Regions from separate parts of the Sus scrofa genome. Here regions 2 and 3 are each linked to region 1. Evidence: chromatin contacts called from public Hi-C data. All regions are on one chromosome and are shown on one strand. Each heading gives the region's core, a stretch centred on a gene start, on an enhancer-like site or on the middle of the called end of the contact. The rest is flanking DNA. Distances are from core to core; before and after follow the strand shown.

The links. Hi-C and Micro-C count contacts between places; a contact is called where the count stands out from the background.
Region 2: a Hi-C map of embryonic fibroblasts shows a contact between it and region 1, with 2.2 times the contacts expected there. The contact joins the enhancer-like site here to the promoter of SGK1 in region 1. A contact is called at or near these places in 8 of 47 Hi-C or Micro-C datasets (embryonic fibroblasts, epiblast stem cells, fetal liver and 2 more) and 2 of 2 datasets of contacts at active chromatin or transcription factors (alveolar macrophages and skeletal muscle).
Region 3: a Hi-C map of alveolar macrophages shows a contact between it and region 1, with 5 times the contacts expected there. The contact joins the enhancer-like site here to the promoter of SGK1 in region 1. A contact is called at or near these places in 1 of 5 promoter capture datasets (liver), 25 of 47 Hi-C or Micro-C datasets (adipose tissue, alveolar macrophages, blood and 13 more) and 2 of 2 datasets of contacts at active chromatin or transcription factors (alveolar macrophages and skeletal muscle).

What each region holds. Positions count from the first base shown.
Region 1 is chr1:29,746,245-29,749,378 of Sscrofa11.1, forward strand. SGK1 (serum/glucocorticoid regulated kinase 1) reads left to right here and starts at 1,651. Exons shown (of 12, transcript NM_001244459.1): 1 at 1,651-1,779; 2 at 1,915-1,990; 3 at 2,446-2,521; 4 at 2,933-3,037. The coding sequence starts at 1,704.
Region 2 is chr1:29,264,054-29,267,187 of Sscrofa11.1, forward strand. LOC110260031 (a long non-coding RNA gene) reads left to right here. Exons shown (of 4, transcript XR_002342774.1): 2 at 1,399-1,657. Among named protein-coding and RNA genes, the nearest start is that of ALDH8A1, 200 kb to the left of the region's middle. Within about 2 kb of position 1,633, at least 7 of the 83 cell types and tissues checked have an H3K27ac peak or open chromatin away from gene starts, as enhancers often do. A contact at or near this core is called in embryonic fibroblasts, where this site is marked.
Region 3 is chr1:29,292,501-29,295,634 of Sscrofa11.1, forward strand. No RefSeq gene overlaps it. Among named protein-coding and RNA genes, the nearest start is that of ALDH8A1, 230 kb to the left of the region's middle. Within about 2 kb of position 1,646, at least 6 of the 83 cell types and tissues checked have an H3K27ac peak or open chromatin away from gene starts, as enhancers often do. A contact at or near this core is called in adipose tissue, alveolar macrophages and retroperitoneal adipose tissue, where this site is marked.

The DNA of each region.
Region 1 (3,134 bases), core at 401-2,900:
TGCTTTCTGGAGCGGAGGCACCGGCTAATCTTTGAGGAGTTGAGGAGTCACAGTTATCTGGGACTTGAGAGAGCAAGGTGGAAAACTATTAAGAAGGCTCCTGGGTCAGCCCTGCTTGAAATAAACCGAAGGAGGGGCAGGGAAGAGGAGCCTAAACTGAAGGATTTGAAGACAATGGGATACAGCCTCACGGAGTTTTCTGGTGGGGGAGTGGGAGAGGGAACCTCGGGAGTCGAAGCTGCCCAGTTGCCGACTCCGCGGCGTCCCGGGGTCACGCCAGGTCGGTCCCCTAACTTGCCATCTCTTCACGTGTTCTTGGCATGACGGGGATTAAAAATGCAAGGAAAAAAAGCATATGCCCAACGGACAGAATGTTCCCAAAGATTACTTGGGGGGGGGGACTGAAATGCAGATTTTTTTTTCCACTTTAGTGCAGAGACGAATTTTATTTCCGCCCCCTCCCCTCCACATTCCTGACCTCTCCCTCCCCCTTCCCTCTTTCTTTCCTTCCTTCCTCCTCTTCCAAGTTCTGGGATTTTTCAGCCTTGCTTGGCTTTGGCCAAAAGCACAAAAAAGGCGTTTTCGGAAGCGGCTCGGCCGTGCACAAGGGCCATTTGTTTGTTTTGGGACTCTGGGCAGGAAATCTTGCCCGGCCTGAGTCACGGCGGCTCCTTCAAGGAAACGTCAGTGTTCTCTTGTCGCCCTCGCCCGCTGCGCGCCCCGCCGCCGCTGCCCATGGGGGAGATGCAGGGCGCACTGGCCAGGACCCGGCTCGAGTCCCTGCTCCGGCCCCGCCACAAAAAGAGGGCCGAGGTGCAGAAAAGGAGTGAGTCCTTCCTTCTGACCGGACTAGGTAAGGACCGCTGCCGGCACTCTGGGGACTTTTCTCCCCCACTCATCCACTAGTTGCTCGGACCTGGCGAGTGGGGCTGGGTATTTGGGGTTGTACTGAGGGTGGCGGGCTGGGGCCGGGGTAGGAGGGCGGCGGGAACGGGGGGACCGGCCGGGAGCCCTGGCCCCACACTGACCCTGAAGATAAGGGCACGCTGAGCTGCCCTCGCCCGGCGCTGCCGCCCTGCGCGGGAGAGATAACCCGGGTTGGTGGTGCACAGCCGCCCGGCAAGCGCTGCGGAGGCTGCTGCGCGAATTAAGGGAGAGGGTCAGGGTCGGAGCCAGGGCTCGGGGTGAATCCGAACTAAGGGCTTGAGAAACTAGAGCGGGCACCGAGCCACCCCGATCGCCGCGCACCGAGCCGAAAGCGCTCAGATTTCCTGATTTGCCTAGACTCTGATTTCCTCGCCGAGCGGAATAAATGAGAAAGGTGGAAAATTACTCCGGCCGCTCCCTCGCTCCCCACCCCCTTCTTTTGCGGTTTCCCTCTCTCCGGCTCGGGAGCCGAGGGAAGCCGATAACAGCCCCGCGCCTGGCCCTCCCCAGGCGGTCCCCGCTTCCCCCCCCTCTTCTGCTCGCGGATGGTCCTCTGACCGGGGGCGGAACCGCCCGCAGCCAGCCGCTTCGCCGCCGGTCGAGCCGCAGGCAGCCGGGGGCGGGGCCGGGGCGGGGCCAGGCAGCGCCACTTCCTCATTGTTGCGTGGGCCCCGCCCCCGCGGCGACAAAACGCTTATAAAGGCGGTGGCAGTGCGGGAGCGCAGTGTTGGCTGAGCAGGTCTCCCTTCGCTAGCAACTCCCTGTTCTCTGTGACGATGACAGTGAAAACCGAGGCTGCTAGGAACACACTCACTTACTCCAGAATGAGGGGAATGGTAGCAATTCTCATCGGTGAGTGTAGGAATACGGCTGGATTTCTAGGTTTCGCGAAGTGGAAATTTTGCAAAGTCCCGGATCAGATTAGTGTGCGTGGCGTTGGATGTTACAATACCGTCTAAACATGTATTTCTCCTCTCTAATTCACAGCTTTCATGAAACAGAGAAGGATGGGCCTGAACGACTTTATTCAGAAGATTGCCAATAATTCCTATGCATGCAAACAGTAAGTTGGGGGGCGATTTGGGAAAATAAACATAAGTAGTAAAATTTTCCATTTACCAGTAGTGAAGACACATTCTCATCAGTATATGGATCAGGATGCTAAAGACTTTCTGGGGGGGAGGGGGCGGGTCCGTTTTCTCTTTAGGTTCTAATTATTTAAAACATTTGAAACATTAGAATTAATTAGCTGATTGGGCTTGTTCTAGAAATTCAAGAGGAAACTTTCATGTGTGCCTAATTAATCCCCTCTCTCCACAAAGGACAACCGTCCTCTCTGTAGTTAACTGGGTTTATTCTTTTCTTTGGCGATTATTTTCTTTAGCTGAGTAGTTGATTTGGATGTTTTTAGTTGAAACACTGAATTCTCCGGAAAAGTTGAGCCAGAAATTCACTGTTGGTGTTGTTCTGCCCCCTTGTGGAGAGCGAGCAGGTTCTAACTTCTTCCTTTCTTTGCAGCTCTGAAGTTCAGTCCATTTTGAAAATCTCTCAACCTCAGGAGCCTGAGCTTATGAATGCCAACCCTTCTCCTCCTGTAAGTGTCCTCTGTTGTGATGCATCAATGGAGAAATCTTGTAAATGAGTCATATAAGTCTTCCTACATTGTTGAGTTAAAACAGCATTTCTAGAAGTTAGTGTCAAGGCAGGAATGCCTCATTAGTGCATGGCAAACAAGTGACATAAGTAAGCACTTAAGTATGAGTCAGTGGAGTATTTTAAAAGGCATATTTCATAAGGGTATTTTCTGTTTAACAATAGCACGACTGTACAATTTCCATACGATAGTCACATGTATAGATGAAAAGTAGTTTGGAATGTGTTTATAGATATATGGGGACCTGCCTCAGTCATCTGTAGATGTATTCTCCTTTACATTGCCTGTACTGTATAACTGATAATCTTCCTTTGAAGCAAGGCTATTAAAAGAAAACATTTTATTTTCCAGCCAAGTCCTTCTCAGCAAATCAACCTGGGCCCATCTTCCAATCCTCATGCTAAACCGTCTGACTTTCACTTCTTGAAAGTGATTGGGAAGGGCAGTTTTGGAAAGGTAATTTCACATCTGAATTTTTCATTATTTGCAGTCCTTCGTATGCTCATTTTACATACTCCCTGAATGTGGCCAGCAAAATTGACTTTTAATTTAA
Region 2 (3,134 bases), core at 383-2,882, 480 kb before region 1:
TGACTTTTGTGCGGTAAAGGGATCTCGGTTTCAAATAAGAATGCCTGGATATGAGTCCTGGTTCTGCCATTTAATATTTATGTGATCTTGAGCAAATCACCTGGTTTTGCTGAACTTTATTTTTTTCTGCCAAATGGAAGAAATATCCCTTTACAATTGAGTCTGGATTGTTGGTAAGGAGTCATTGAGATTATGCCTGCTGACCTGCACACATGGCTTTGGTTGAAAATGATTCTTCGGTGGGTCTCTGTCTAAATGGCTGAAAGCTGAAGCACTAATTTTAACAGGAGCTGTAATTTTTGAGTGGGGGCATGTGTTCTTTGCTGGTTATTAAATAATTTGAACATTATCCTTGTATGATAGGATGTGTGCCATACTGATTTGCAAAAGAATGACAGGTTTATAATTTTATTTAGTGTATTAGTAATTCCTCAATAGGAAGACATGCAATTTTTAAAAATTGAGGTCAAATTCACATAACTATTTTAAAGGCGACAATTCAGTGGCAGTTTGTATGTTCACAATGTTGTATAATCACCGTCTTTATTTAGTTCCCAAACATTTTCATCACCTTAAAAGGAAGCCCTGTCCCCACTGAGCCGTCCTTCCCATATTTCTCATCCCCTCAGCCTCTGGCTACCATTAATATGTTTTCTGTTTCTATGGATTTACCTATTCTGAATGTTTTGGATTAAACAGAATCACATAATATGAGACCTTTTGAGTTTGGCTTCTTTCCTTTAGCATGTGATTTCAAGTTTCATTGTGTTGGAGTCTGTATCAATACTCACTTCTTTTTATGACTGAATAGTATTCTACTCTATGTATTTGCCACAATTTGCTTATCCAGTTATCAGTTGTTGGACATTGGGCTTCTTCTACTTTGGTTACTGGCAACGGTGTTGCTATGAAAATGCAACTGCATGTGTTTATTTTAATACCTGTTTTCAGTTCTTATTTGTTTGTTTGTTTGTTTTTCCTATAGCCACAGCTGTGGCATATGGAAGTTTGAGGGCTAGGGGTCAAACTGGAGTTGCAGCTGCCAGCCTATGCCACAGCCACGGTAACACCAGATCTGAGCTGCATCTGTGACCTATGCCACAGCTTGCAGCAATGCCAGATCCTTAACCCATTGAGCAAGGCCAGGGATCAAACCTGCATCCTCCTGGACACTATGTTGGGTTCTTAACTCGCTGAGTCACCACAGGAAGTTCTGTTTTCAATTCTTTAGGTACATACCTAGGAGTGAAATTTCTGGGTCATGTGGTAATTCTTTAATTTTTTGAGGAACGAGTCATGCAATTTTAAGCCAAGTAAGAAATCAAATAGGCTATTCTATTATAAAATATAATAATAACAAGGAAACACTTTCATTCTTTTCTGGCTTTTCCATCCCAGTTACCAGTTATTGAATGGCTGCAACCATGAGACTGACTGACCAAAACTGAGGACCTGGACTTCAGAGCCCCTGCTTTGACCAAGAGACCCTCCAGCTGAGAGCTTGGATTTACAAGAATGTTAGATGTGAATACTAGAACACATGAGCCCAATTGCATTTCTTCGACTGTCTAGTGTGTGAGCCGGTTGCTTTTAACAACCCCTGAGTCAGTCTAGTGAAGAGAACCTCTTAGCCAAGGTTAATTATCATCACCGAAATGTGAGTAAATGAACAAAAGTGAGTCATGCACTAAGGAGGTTTTATGAGAGTTTATGAGGGAAGGGTACATCAAATGTACAAATCTGAACTACAGAGAACATTTGAGTGGGGCTGAATCATATGTCGGAGGGAATATATATTTTATAGCATGTGCCTTACAGTGATTGTCCCACTGCTGTGGTCAGACTGTTCTCTTCCTGGAGGTCCAGTGGTGACCTCTCCAAACCCGTGAAGTGAAGCCCCAGACACTTCAAATGCCCCCGCCCCGCTCCCCCCCCCAAGGGGGAAAAAGGAAACAGAAAGCAGCAAAGTCACATTTCTTTAGAGTTTCATCAAGAGCTAGCTCTCATTCTGCAGTTGGCTATTTTCCCTATAGTTCATCCATTTTTAACACCTTTAGCACAGCAGCTTAAGGAAGGTAGGATGCAGGGAGTAGGTGGGAATGAAAGGACCAAAGAGTTAGGACGGTGTTTCTCCAGCCCCATTATCACAACACAGATGTGTTCTTTTTTAAAAAACTTGTATGAAGTATAGTTGACTTACAGTGTTGTGTTAATCTCTGTTGTACAGCCAGGTGACATCGTTATAAACATATTTATTCCTTTTCATATTTTTTTCCATCATGGCTTATCACAGGCTGCTGAACCATGTACTATACAGTAGGACCTTGTAACAACATCCATCTTATGTATAGTAGTTGCCCTCTGCTAATCCCAAACTCTCCGTCCTTCTCCTCACCCCCATCCTTGGTAACCATAAGTCTGGTTGTGGTTCCTGCTATCGACAGAACAGATGTGTTCTTGCTATCAAAGCCTAGATGCCCTTATGCCTTCTTCTCCTATTTGTTATTCATTTAGTTAGTTAATGATTGGATGTCTAAGTCTGCCCCAGGCACTATTCTAAATGTTCTCTGGAATATAGGCCTGGGTTAGAATGAACTCTGTTCTCAGTAAGTTTGCGGTAGAAGAAAAATCTGGGCGTGGATGTCTACAGCCTTAACATGGCCAAAGGGGTGTAGGGTAGGGGTTAGAGCATGAATTCTGGGCCTCGCCCGCCTGGATTTGACTCCTGTTCCATCTGGGCGGAGTGATCTCCTGTCTCTGTCCCTTTGCTCCCCATCTATAAAATGAGGATAATACTGCATGTCACATAGGCTTGTTTTGAGGAAAACATTTGGAAGAGTGTTGCCTTTGGCACCAGGTAAATGTTAAAAACAAGTAAGTGACAAATATTCTAACAGAAAAGACCGGGGTGCCTTGAGACTCAGGAGCAGGCGAGTACTGAGAGAGGAGGAAGGCTCAGGGCAGAGCCAGCATTAGATCTAGGCCTTGAGGCCTCAGCTGACTTCTCTCTTTGATGTTCTTTGTTCACCTGTTCTCCTGAGTCAGGGCTCACAGCATTAGATAAGCAAGGCTTTCCCTAAATATCTCTGTGCCTATCTGTTAGTGTGTAATATACACCTGGTTCTTTAAATATG
Region 3 (3,134 bases), core at 396-2,895, 450 kb before region 1:
AGTCTTCCCTCTGTTGTGCTAGGTTTCTGACTAGTGGAAATATCATAACCACACATTCCCCTTCTTCACCCATGTCCTGTTACAACTGTCCTGTGCTATTTGTATCCTACCAATTTTCTGCTATGGGGCTGTTTCGTTCAGAGAAAGCACTTTCTAGCCCCCTTTAAAGCAGCTCTCAAATTAGCATTCAACTCACACTAAACAGGAGGAAAAGAGAAGACAAACATTTGGACTTTGTCTTCTCCCCCCTACTAACCATTATAAATTATCTCGAAGGTACTCAGGCTGTAACTTGTATTTATTATACTTTTAGTCAATGGGAGGAAACCCAGAATCTGGGATCAGCTATACACCTTGGGGAACTGCCCTAAAGCAAAGTCCTTGAGGTTTCTTTCTACTGCTGCTCTAGAGGTGACCAGTCTTACCTGCAAGACAGTGGTCAAGGGCTCCGGATTTGCCTGTGCCCATTTCCTCTATCTGCCAAAAGAAAGTTACATTCATTGCTTATTTCTAGAGTAAGACTATAGAGAAAATAACCAGAAGGTTTCTTCATGCCCAGTAATGAAAAGCTTTGTTGCTGGTCATACGAAGCAAAGAGCACTGACGTGGTATCCAGGATTCTGATCCTATATGCATGTATCACAAGAAAAACTCTTAGAGTCTTGGAGGGTGGGTCTGCACAGCAAGCAGATGGTAAAATGGAAGTGGGGTTTGAGTAGAATTCATATCCTTTCTGCAGTGAGAGAAGTTTGTAGAAAGAGAAAAGTTTCTGCAAGCTTGTTTTGATGCTTGATTACATTAGCGTGCAACTACTCCTGGGTAAAACAGAATGAAGGGAAAGTTGACTCAATTCAGACCACCCTCTCCATAACTTCTCTGTCCTTCCCTGGGTAACTGAAATTGTGCTCCATAATAAACCTGACTATGATTTATTCACAAAACCTAAAGAAGTACTGTCAAATTTGAGAATGTTGAGTTCTCAATCCAAAATTCATTAAAAAATATATTATGCACCTAAGATGCGTAAAAAAAAAAAAAAACTGAAAGGCAAATGTAAGACCCTCGGAGACTTCCATTTTAGCAGATGACCCATTCGTTAAACAACAATTTTTATGATTAATTATTCAATTACAATTGTAATGAGTGCCTCGAAAGGCAAGACCCAGGTGGTGTGAGAAGACTTAAGAGCATCCTGATTTTCAGTCTTTTTCACCCAAATGTCCTGTCAGATAAGTCTGGAAAGGAGGGTAGGTTTAGTGGGTGAAGGGGGATAGGGAGATTTTTAGGTTGAGGGAGCAGCAGGTGTCAATGTGCTGAAGTAGGTGGGATCTGGCTTAGTCAACAGAAGAAGCAATGGCCAGAGTTTCTGGCCCCAGAGGGTTCCCCAATGAAGAGGCCAAGAGAGCAATAAGACCTAGAGCCCAGAGTCGCTGCTGTTCTCCCATCAGGGCTGACTATACTGGCTGAGTCTTCCTCCCCATTAATTTACCTAATACTGAGGTTTTTAGCACTACCTCATATGTGAAGCCCTCAAAGGGTGTGGCTTTCCCAGTTGCCACCAGCAGATGTGCAAACCCCTCTACTCTGTCTTGAAGATCCCTGCACTGTCATCTGCTGCAGTAGCAGACCAGGAGCACCAGGGGGCAGAAGACATTTTCCTCTGTGTACTTTGGTAGACCACAACATGGCGAAAAGGTACCCTAATTTCCACCTAAAGTGTTGCATAAAGAATTAGTAAATGCAGCTACTACCAGGGTCTGAGTCCACTGCTCTCCAATCTTGGCTGAGCACTACAAAAACAAACAAGCAAAATTATTAGTAGATTTACTGAGGGTGATTAAATTTACTCAGAATTAAACCAGGAAGCTTAACTAACATGTCTTAACGAAGCTGTGACAGTCATATAACGATGGTGAAACAAACAAATAAACAAGGGCCATTATGGGGAATTCTCAAAACCTGGTACCTGGAAGCAAAAAAGGTCAGTTTTCAGTTCTTTTTCATGACTGCTTCTACATCGGAATGAGGGTTGGGAGCAGACCTTAAGAGAGGTGCAAAAGGCTTTAACTATGCAATTGGATAGGCCAAGAAATGCAATTCCAGAGGTGAGATATATATATATATATATATTGCTTTTTAGGGCTGTACCTGCAGCATATGGAAGTTCCCAGGCTAGGAGTCAAATCAGAGCCACAGCTGCTGGCCTATGCTACAGCCACAGCAACACCAGATCCAAGCCACGTCTGTGACCTACACCACAGGTCAGGGCAACGCCAGATCCTTAACCGGCTGAGTGAGGCCAGGGATCGAACCCGCAACCTTATGGTTACTAGTTGGATTCGTTTCCACTGTGCCAGAATGGGAACTCCAGAGTTGATATATTATTAATAAGAAGATAGTGCACCTTCCGCTTGAATGATGTCTTTCACCAGGTTTATGCTAAACTCCTGGTAGCCATGTTTCCAATAACGATACCTCTGGGGAAAAGAGAAAAACAGACAAGACAACGCATGACTACAAATTGGTCATGGACTGGGTAGCCTGAATTTCACACTGATCACATCTTCCTGATTGCTGCCGATGGACATCTCATGCCAGCCACGAATCGAACCAAATAATTAGCAGATGTCACCAACGCCAAACTGATGTTTAAAAATGGAACAAGTGAATCATCGAAATATTTAGGAAGGGAAGCCTGTGCCAACCATTCCGTCATCAAAAGGCTTGTATGGACAATGTGGTCTCTGTATAATCAAGAGCATTTCCTCAGTGTGACCATGGAAAAGAAAATGGAAGCCTATAGTGCGAGTGTAACTATAAACACTGCGTTATAAATACCACGTTAGGGAGATATTTTTAGAAATCTCAAAACAATATTTAAGACTAATTACTAGGGCAATGCCTCTCTGTTAGTATTATCATTGTCAGTTATTCAAAAGCAAGTGGCTACGTAAGGTATGGTCTCTTGTCTCTGGAAGCACATATTTGGTAGTAGAGTACTAATATGCATGGATGTGAGAGACAAACAACGAATATGCTTATACATGAAAGTAATATAGAAAAGCCTTACATAGGCACGATAAAAATTGGAAGAGATGGTGTGATTTAGGGAAAGTGAATAGGCAGGCTTTGTA